2 separate regions of the Triticum aestivum genome follow, and region 2 is linked to region 1. The links are chromatin contacts, called in public Hi-C maps. All regions are on one chromosome and are shown on one strand. The core of a region is the stretch at or near the end of the contact, and the rest is flanking DNA. Distances in the headings are between cores, read along the strand shown. Region 1 has its middle 150 kb from the start of LOC123107127. Region 2 holds the start of LOC123103915.

Region 1 (4,464 bases), core at 1,296-3,795:
CGCTTCTGAATGAGGAGGCATGTGTTCAATCGTATTCGGAAAGGAGTGGTTGCATATGACCCATACTTTGAATGCAAAGAGGATGCCCTTGGCAAGCTTGGCTTCTCTTCTTACCAGAAATGCACTGCGGCTATTCGCATGGTTGCATATGGAATTCCTGGTGATCTTGTGCATGAGATGTACGCATGAGTGAGTCCACATGTCTCCTCTCAATGTATAGTTTCTGCAAGGCCGTGGTGCCAGTGTTCGGTCCAGAATACCCGAGAGAACCAAATGCCACTGATACAGAGAGGCTATTGATGATTAATGCCGAGAGGGGCTTTCCAGGCATGCTTACGCACTGGAAGTGGAAGAACTATCCATTTGCTTGCAGGAGCATTACAAGGGACATGTGAAAGGTGTCACTGTCATACTTGAAGTTGTGGCTTCACAAGATCTGTGGATATGGCATTCTTTCTTCGACATGACTGGTTCTCACAATGATATTAGCGTTCTTCAGCATTCTCCAGTGTTTGCAAGGCTTGCAGAAGGCCACTGCCCGGAGGTCAACTTTGAGATCAATGGCCACCATTACAACAAGGGATACTACCTAACTGGTGGTATTTATCCCGGTGGTCCACTCTTGTGAAGACCATACCCAATCCGCAAGGAGAGAAGAGACAGAGGTTTGCCTAAATGCAGGAGAGTGCTAGAAAAGATGTGAAGCGTGCATTTGGTGTGCTTCAGTCTCGATGGGGGTATTGTTAGAAACTCTGCATTGACATGGAGCACTCAGAAGTTTTGGGAGGTGATGACTGCTTGTGTGATCATGCATAACATGGTCGTTGGGGATGAGCGTGATGGCAATAACCAAGGTTGTCAGAATCGTGATCCTGAATCAGATCAGAGCTCTCATGGTAGGATCGCAAATCGTAGAATCTTCACTATCAGAATCATAGAAACATATATTCTATGAACCAAAATCGTAGAATCAAAGGAGTTAGTTTGGATTGTAAAGTCGTAGAATCGTACAACAGAATCGTGATTCTGACAACCTTGACAACAACTACGGCCAAGGGTTTGATTTTCAGGGTGAGAATGTTGAGCCTAAGCACCCACCTCCTGCAACCTTTGAACAGTTTGTCCAATTTTCATCGTGAGATGCATGATTTGAACACTCATACGAAGTTGCAAGATGACTTGGTTGAGCACATGTGGGATCAAATTGGCAATCAGTAGATCTACCGGTTTAATCTCTTTTCGTGTGCGCAAACTTTGAGCGGTTTTGTAGATCTACCGGCGGACGAGGTGGGGCAGAAGATGCGGCCGCACGCCCGGCGCAAACACAATTCCAGACATACACGGCCCCATTGTCACCCTCAAACGGACGAAATCCGAACAAAATAGACGTCCATTTGGGGTCCTGCATTGGAGTTGGCCTATCAGAGTAAGTCTACCGGCTATACACGTATCACAAATCACCTTGAATCAACGGCCATAAATTTGACTGATCGAAAATTTAAATTCAGTCGCCTGACAAGTAGCTAACGCGAAAGGGGAGCTACGGCCGCCGCCGAAGGAGGCACCAGGCGCTGCGGAAAATGCGAGCTACGGGACACACGGAGGGACATACATCTAGACCGAAGTGGAATTTGCTGTGTGATCCAAACAGCTTAAATCACTGTTGGTGCAGCACACGCTGCCAACCAGGCCCTTGCCTCAAGCCCCAACCAGTGTGGATCGCGGAACATTTATGCCAATTCCAGTAGAACACCCTCGTTCAAGTACTTTTGGCACTTGAAGCCTTCAACCCACCACGCCGGTGCGTGTGGCACGACGGCGGCAGATAGGACGACCCACGTACGGGACCATGCGCATGTCGATCTAGAAACGAGAAGCAAAGTTATGAGGGCAGCAGTGCTCTTGTGAATCCTCACCCACCGGATTTACACCGGCTGCGTACGTGCGTACGTACGCGTGCTCGACCTGAATTTGTGTGGACACACGGCACACCTGAATCTAATGGTTGCGGCCATTAAGGTGTCGCCACCACTGTTGCTGCTGTGCCTGCGTGCCGCCGATTCAATTTGCACAGTAGGAAACATGAGACTGCCGAGAGGACATGCATGATTGACGGGCTCCGGGGAGCAGATCCAGATGCCGTAACCTAAGCCTGACAAAATCAGAGAGCCAGGCTTGGTTAGCTCGCTGGTTGCATAACGGCCAAGCAAAGAGGAAAGGCCGTTTGCATGCCTACTAATCATTCACGAGACGCCGCGACATCGCGCGCGTGCAAGACGTACGTGTACCATCGCTAGCGGCAAACCTGCACCGTCCTGTCCGGCGTCTCTTTGCTCCAATCCAACCACGGCCACTGAGTACTGCTTTTGGCGGCCCGCGCAACTCGACAGTTCAGACCACTTGCCTCGCCGATGTGGGGAACTAGCTGCGCGCTTGACCTGCAGGTGGCCAAGCTCAGAGGAGGGAGCCCCAGCACCAGGCAGGCAGACAACGGCGTTATATTCCGACCTACGCCACGTACGTACGTACGTCATTGTCCACAGCCTGGTTGATGGCGTCTACCGGCTTATTACTGTCGCCAAACAGCTCGATCGACAGGGCGCGCTCTGTCTGTGGTGCGCGCGCGCACGCGCAACCGAACACGAGCTATCGGTCTCGCGCGGAGAGGGACGGACCGAAAGGAGGATCCGCCGGGCGGAGAGGCCAGCGCGCGGCCACGTCGGCGGGCGGCACCTGGTACCTGGCCGGCTTTGAGTTTGGGGTTTTGACACTCACCAGTTACCAGCGACGGGGGCCGTGGCGTCGGCGTCGGGCGGGATCGGGCGCATCCGGGGCGATGGCGAGCGGGTCCGGGGGTTGGCGTCCCGGACGGCGACGCGAGTTGGACGCGCGCACTCGCTGTGGCGCGCATGCACCCGCTTTTGGACGTCGGCATCCGATGCCCGGCCGGGGCCGATCGACAGCCGCGACGCATCCGGAGCGTGCCTTTAAGCGGTCCGCCTCCCTGGTTGCCACTTTTAGGAGCTGCGCCGGAGGCAGCGACCTGTCCCCTGCCACTGCCAGCGTCGTCTGCATGCCTGCTCATGCCGCTTAAATTGTCCCGCCGAGGTTTCACGCCGTTTAAATGACTCGTGTAGGATAATATAGGAACGTTTTTAACACTACATTAATTTTTAAAATGCTCTTATATTATGCAACAGAGGAAATAATAAACAACAGTTTTGTGGATAAAAATAAATAAATAGGAAAATGCTGACCGGACAAAATGGATTGGTCCACTGGCTACGAGTTCTTCTATTAGTCTTTTCAGTTCACACATTGGCCCGCTACCTTCGGGTATCTCGGCTGTCCATCCAAACAATGCTAAACATCAAGACAGCACAGTCCGGACGGTTTATGCCATCCAACGCCGTGCATGAAACATTTGTGGACCGGTTCACGCGTTTGAATTCCGCAAAACCGAAAACAAAGCTAGGGAGTTTTTTTTTTTGGGGGGGGGGGGGGGGTTCAGACAAGAGCCACGTCGGACTACGGCACACCCGGCCCACACAAACACCCCTTCCGGACCCTTCCCCTCTTGCCCACTACCGCATCCACCAAGACCGCTGCATCCTCTGCACCACTCCGGCCACCGCCCAGTTCTTGCCCAACCACAGTTGCTCCACCTAGGCGCCTTCTTCTTCGCCGTCGTTGCACCCCTGGATCCATCCGCAGCCTAGGTATCATCTGCCCCGTGCCGACGCCGTCCATAGTGGACACCACGTCCGGCAAGTGTTCGGTTAAATGATGTTAAGATTTATTTTTCACATTCTCCTTGTTTAAGATGAAGCTAGCACGATGGCGAGGTACTCGGTGACGGAGGATGCATTGTTGTACGACACGTGGTTGGCCACAAATATGGGGTTTGTAGGCATGAACCAGACGGGCACGATATTTTGGCAACATATGCATTCTTAGTTTCATGAACACAAGCACTACAGGCCATGCAATTTGGATATGCTCCATGATCGCAATGCAAAGTCACTACTCCAACAGTGGTACAACATTTCAAACATCGTCATGAAGCATTGCGATGTGATTGCACAAATGAAAAGAATGTTGCGAGCGGGCGTGTCAATCATGAAAATTGCGAGTTTTGCTTCTTGTTGCTCTATGTGTTGGTCAATTCTTTGATTCACTCAATGTTGCAACTTGGTGATCATGTCATTGTATGGCTCGCATACGTTGTCATGATGTACTAAAGGATGGAGGGCAAGCCCTTAACTTTGTCACATTGCTGGATGAAGCTTAATGGGGAACCCATGTGGGTGAAAAACATGTGTCAATGAAGTAGTTCAAGCTCGAGGAGAAAAACTTGAGATAAGGAAACTTTTGAGGAGTTTGGTTGAATATGAGATTGATGAATTTGAAAATCTTGTTAAACATCTAGCGCTTTTATTAGGATTTAAATGTATGATTGAATTG
Region 2 (4,464 bases), core at 719-3,218, 150 kb after region 1:
TGTGAAAATCGTATTTCGTTTGTGAGCAGCAGAAAATAACAGATCGAAACACTCTTACATGCAAGGATAATGAACTTTTTTCCTTCACCAAGACCACAAATAAATTATTTTTCCACATACTTTTCCTGGTACATGCCGAACTCAATACAGTACATATATTTTCACGCTCCCAATGGCGGAAAATCCACTTCCCTGCCTTATCACTTATTTTGTTTTCTGTGACTTATTTAACCTCACTTGCATACAAAACTAGAATTCTTATATTTCAATATGGAGTACATGCGGATGTATATAGGCATATGTTAGCGTATAGATTTTTACTCATTTTGCTTCGTATGTAGTTTTTATTGGAATCTCTAAAAGGGCTTATATTTAGGGACAGGGGGAGTAGTAGGTAATGGAAAGAGACACATAAATGACACCACCATTTTTGTTCGCATAATTTAGAGACGAATGATGAATACTAGGAACTAGCAAGGAATGAATAACAAAAAAAACATACACTACATTGGTGTAAAGAATCAAAAACTATATTTTGGAATCTCAGCCAATTTTAAAAAAAGATCTAAATGTATATATTTAGAATTCCGGATGTATGATATGTACATACAAAATATATTGATACGAATTTTCAATATGTGATCCAGAAATAGAGTTACCATTCATGTTGGTGCACAGAATTTTCTTCTATATGTAGCTTCAAAATTAATATATTTCTAATGAAATTTTGAAAATGAAGGATAAACCTATATATATTGTTGGAAAACCATTTGGATTTTTGTGAAAAAAAAACAAATATGATTTCCACACTCATGGAAAACTATATGTATTTTATTAAATATAATACGGGGCTATGGGGAGCCCGGGAGGAAAATTAGGACACTAGGAATTAACGGACATCGATGTTCATAGATGAAATGTCACATTTCTATTTGCCCAAAACAAACATCAATGATGTGACATGACTGCTAAATTAGGTACCGTATGGAACATAAAAAAAATCTCCAGCTTCAAAATTATCATCCAACATATTGTATGTGTTATTTAAAAAAATTGTATGTATGGTTGATTATGGTACCACATTTTTTTAATGGGTTTGGCTATATACTTTCAACAGAAGATATTTAAATTGTGCTCTCACTAAGAGAAAAATAAAAGATATATCCAACAATGTAATTTTTTTTATCTTCATTTAGGTGCATTTACTTTAGTTATCTAAAATAAATTTATTTTACAAAAAGTTCAGTATCAAGAGAGTATATTCATCTCATGACCGCATCAATTTAACAAGACAAAAGTACACAAGCAAACATAGTTTAACCATAAGTGAAAATGTATGAATCATAGGTGGGCCACAGTTAGAAACAAGATTGTCATACATGCTAGGTAAACACCTGTGGCTACTGAATCATAGGTAAGTCCCTAGAGAACAAAACAAAACCGATGAAAACCATGGGAAAAAAGCAAAACCTAAGAAAAATGAATACAAAAAGACAGAAAATGAAAAATCTTGTGAAAAAGAAAAATAAACAAAGAAAAAAGAAATAAAGGGAAAACGGAGAAAAGCCGCTGAAAAAAACGAGGAAAAACAACAACAAGAAAACCCCCGAAAAACTAGTGGAAGACCGGTTCTGTTTCTGGATCTAGGACGCGACCTACTAGCATGATCCTTCAGGCGAGTCTTCCTTGGGGCTCGCTTTAGGCGAGATATAGCCTTTGCGTTATTCTTCGTCATGAATGAGTCTTGGCCTGCTCTATCTGCGTGGGCTGAGTTTACTCTGAGAAGATGCCGGTTCCTCTGATTTTCATCTCCTTGAAACGAATCCCCTCCCAAAAAAAATCTCCCTGAAACGAATCAGCAGTTATGCACCATCCCTCAAAAAAAAAACAATGCAGCAGCACTCGCAAGCATAGCTTCAGTCGATCAGATCATGTCCGAAACACAAGTGCAAAAAAGGGATGCGACGAGAGATAACTTGCATGCCACACGTGAGCATCACGCAGGGACCAGGACAGTGGTCGATCCGTACGTACGTGTTGCCCGTATAGTAATACCAAATACAAATACTATAGCGCTGCAGTGGACTGTCCTAGATCTTGTTATCTTTCGCCATGGCCAGTGATATCATACACACGAACACGACTAGAAGACACACCTGCCGTGTTGCATCCACTTAAGATGGGCTTTCTTAACCACCAACGACGCGGACGCCGCAGATCTCGCCAGAGCCGAAGGGGACACCGGCTCAGATAACAAATGTGCAGATCCCGTCGACGCTGCTGCACCGGCCAGCGCACCCTCCGCCCCCACGGCGCACGCTCCCCCCACTGCGCCCACCGTCACCGACCGGTGGCCCCCGCGCTGCACGGGCGCGCTTTACTTAGCCCCGACGCGCCGGGGATCGGGCTAAGCAAAGCGCTCGCGCCGCGGAGCCCACGTGCGTGCGTGCGTGCGTGCCGACATGCCGTGTCAGCCGCCCCACGGCCGGCCGGCCCGCCGGAACGTGCTCCGCGCCGGGGCGGCCGCTCCGATTGGCCGGCGCGCTCGCCACGTGTCGCCCCGGGCTCGTGTATAAATAAGCGCCCGCTCGATCGTCCACTCCCCAACTCTCTCCATCGGTGGCGACCGTCGAATCCCTGAAAAACCACCTGCAAAATCATCACCTCGGTTCCATCGATCAAGAAGCCGTGGTAGGCGAGGCCAGTGACCTATGGGGAACGCGTACGGCAACGGCGGCTCGTCGACGGGCCACCTGCGGGCGCCGGAGCTGCCGCTGCACCTGTGCTTCTTCCTGCTCGTGCTGTTCGTCTTCCTCGGCTTCTCCTGGTACATGAGCTACGAGTCGGTGGCGGAGACCTTCGCCGACCAGGGCAAGCTCCTGCTCATGGTGTCGCCGCTCGCGCTGCTCCTCGCGGTGCGGCTGCTGTCGGGCGGCGACGGCGACGGGCGGCGCGTCGACCAGCTGATGTCCATGTCGATGCCGGAGAGGGACTCCATCCACCGCGCCGGGGGGTCGCCGTGGGGCGTCGGGCTCCTGCTCGTGCTGCTCATCGTCATGGTCTCCTACCAATCCAACTTCCGGGAGAAGTGGTTCGCGCTCTAGTCATCGGGTGACGATTGATGGATATCGATCTCCATCGGAACCGGGATCGGGATCGGGATGTCGCGGAGCATGCTTTTTCCATTAGCAAATGTCAAGAATCATGTGTACTACGCAGGTAACCCGAGACATATATGTCGTCGCGCGAGAACCTTGTAAAGATTTGCTGATTATTGGAATGGAAACAGAACAAATGTCTTGTTTCTTCTTTTCATCCTGTCGTTCAAATTACTCGTCGTGATTTAATTTAAATTGAGTGAATCTACACTCCAAAATACATCTATATATATTCGCGTATGTGGTTCAATGATTGTGAATCACAAGTGTTCAATGATGCGTATATACTATAGAAAGTGGTGTTCTAATCCCGAGCTCACATGAACTCCGGTGAACAGCAAAATCAAAAAAAAAATGGCAAGAAATTTCAAACATCCCTAAAAAAATTGTGTGAAACATTGACAAATGTTCAATAGCATGCAAAATTTCAACACCAGATGACATTTGTGGAAAATCTAGCAAAAAAAACCTAAAGCGATGCTCCAAAATGTGAGCATCGATTTTGTTTTTTGTTTTTGCCAGATTTTCTATGAATGTCATTTGGTGTTGAAATTTTGTAAGCCATTTAAACATTTGTCAATGTTTCAGACAAAAGAATGGAATTTTTTGAAACCGTCCGATGAACTCATTCAACGTTGTCAAGTGTTCAGTCATTCCACCGCCGCTGCTCTGCAGCCTTTTTACCACTCCACCTTGAGCGTCCTGGCCGATCCAACACTAAACATGTTGTTGCTATGAAGAACTACTTGGGCGCCCTCTAATTCACAGATGCGGCATAGCTTCGATCGCTAGTAAGATGAGCACATCAAGCATTTTAATTGGCTGTGCACAATGATGTTTTTTAAAGAAGTTTAATTACCTTGAAGGAGCAAAACCTAGTGCTATGTTAGGAAGCAGTCGAGGGAGGTTTAGTCGCAAGCAATAGCCAAGCGAGTCGCCTCGGTACCCTCTCCAAACTACTTTTCCTCAATGTTAGTCCGAGACGAACTAGGCTCATCGAACATGACCATGAAGCTCCCCCAAACGAGACATGAAACGAGACAAAAAGCTACACTTGTGAAAAGAGAGCACATAGCAAATCAAAATCAGATGCCCGTATGACCTTGTCCATGAGGCTCAGGTCAAAAAGCTCGATCAACACGGGGGTGGGCGTCCTCATGTCGGCAGTACCATTGGCTGTGTGGCGCTGGTTGGACATCGGCAAGGAGCCTTGGGGATCAGCCAGAACATGGCATGGACGGTGGCATCAGTCCCGCATCATGAGAGAGTTGTTGTTCTCAGGGAGAGGACCAAGGTACTGCCTCTG

The links. Hi-C and Micro-C count contacts between places; a contact is called where the count stands out from the background.
Region 2: a Hi-C map of leaf shows a contact between it and region 1, with 6 times the contacts expected there. The contact joins the promoter of LOC123103915 here to the enhancer-like site in region 1. A contact is called at or near these places in 2 of 5 Hi-C or Micro-C datasets (both in leaf).

Annotation. Positions count from the first base shown.
Region 1 is chr5A:447,302,681-447,307,144 of IWGSC CS RefSeq v2.1, forward strand. No RefSeq gene overlaps it. Among protein-coding and RNA genes, the nearest start is that of LOC123107127, 150 kb to the right of the region's middle. Within about 2 kb of position 2,546, at least 2 of the 8 cell types and tissues checked have an H3K27ac peak or open chromatin away from gene starts, as enhancers often do. A contact at or near this core is called in leaf, where this site is marked.
Region 2 is chr5A:447,454,649-447,459,112 of IWGSC CS RefSeq v2.1, forward strand. LOC123103915 reads left to right here and starts at 1,969. Exons shown (of 1, transcript XM_044525612.1): 1 at 1,969-3,313. The coding sequence starts at 2,712. The coding sequence ends at 3,104. LOC123103916 (a long non-coding RNA gene) reads right to left here. Exons shown (of 7, transcript XR_006450030.1): 7 at 4,185-4,464.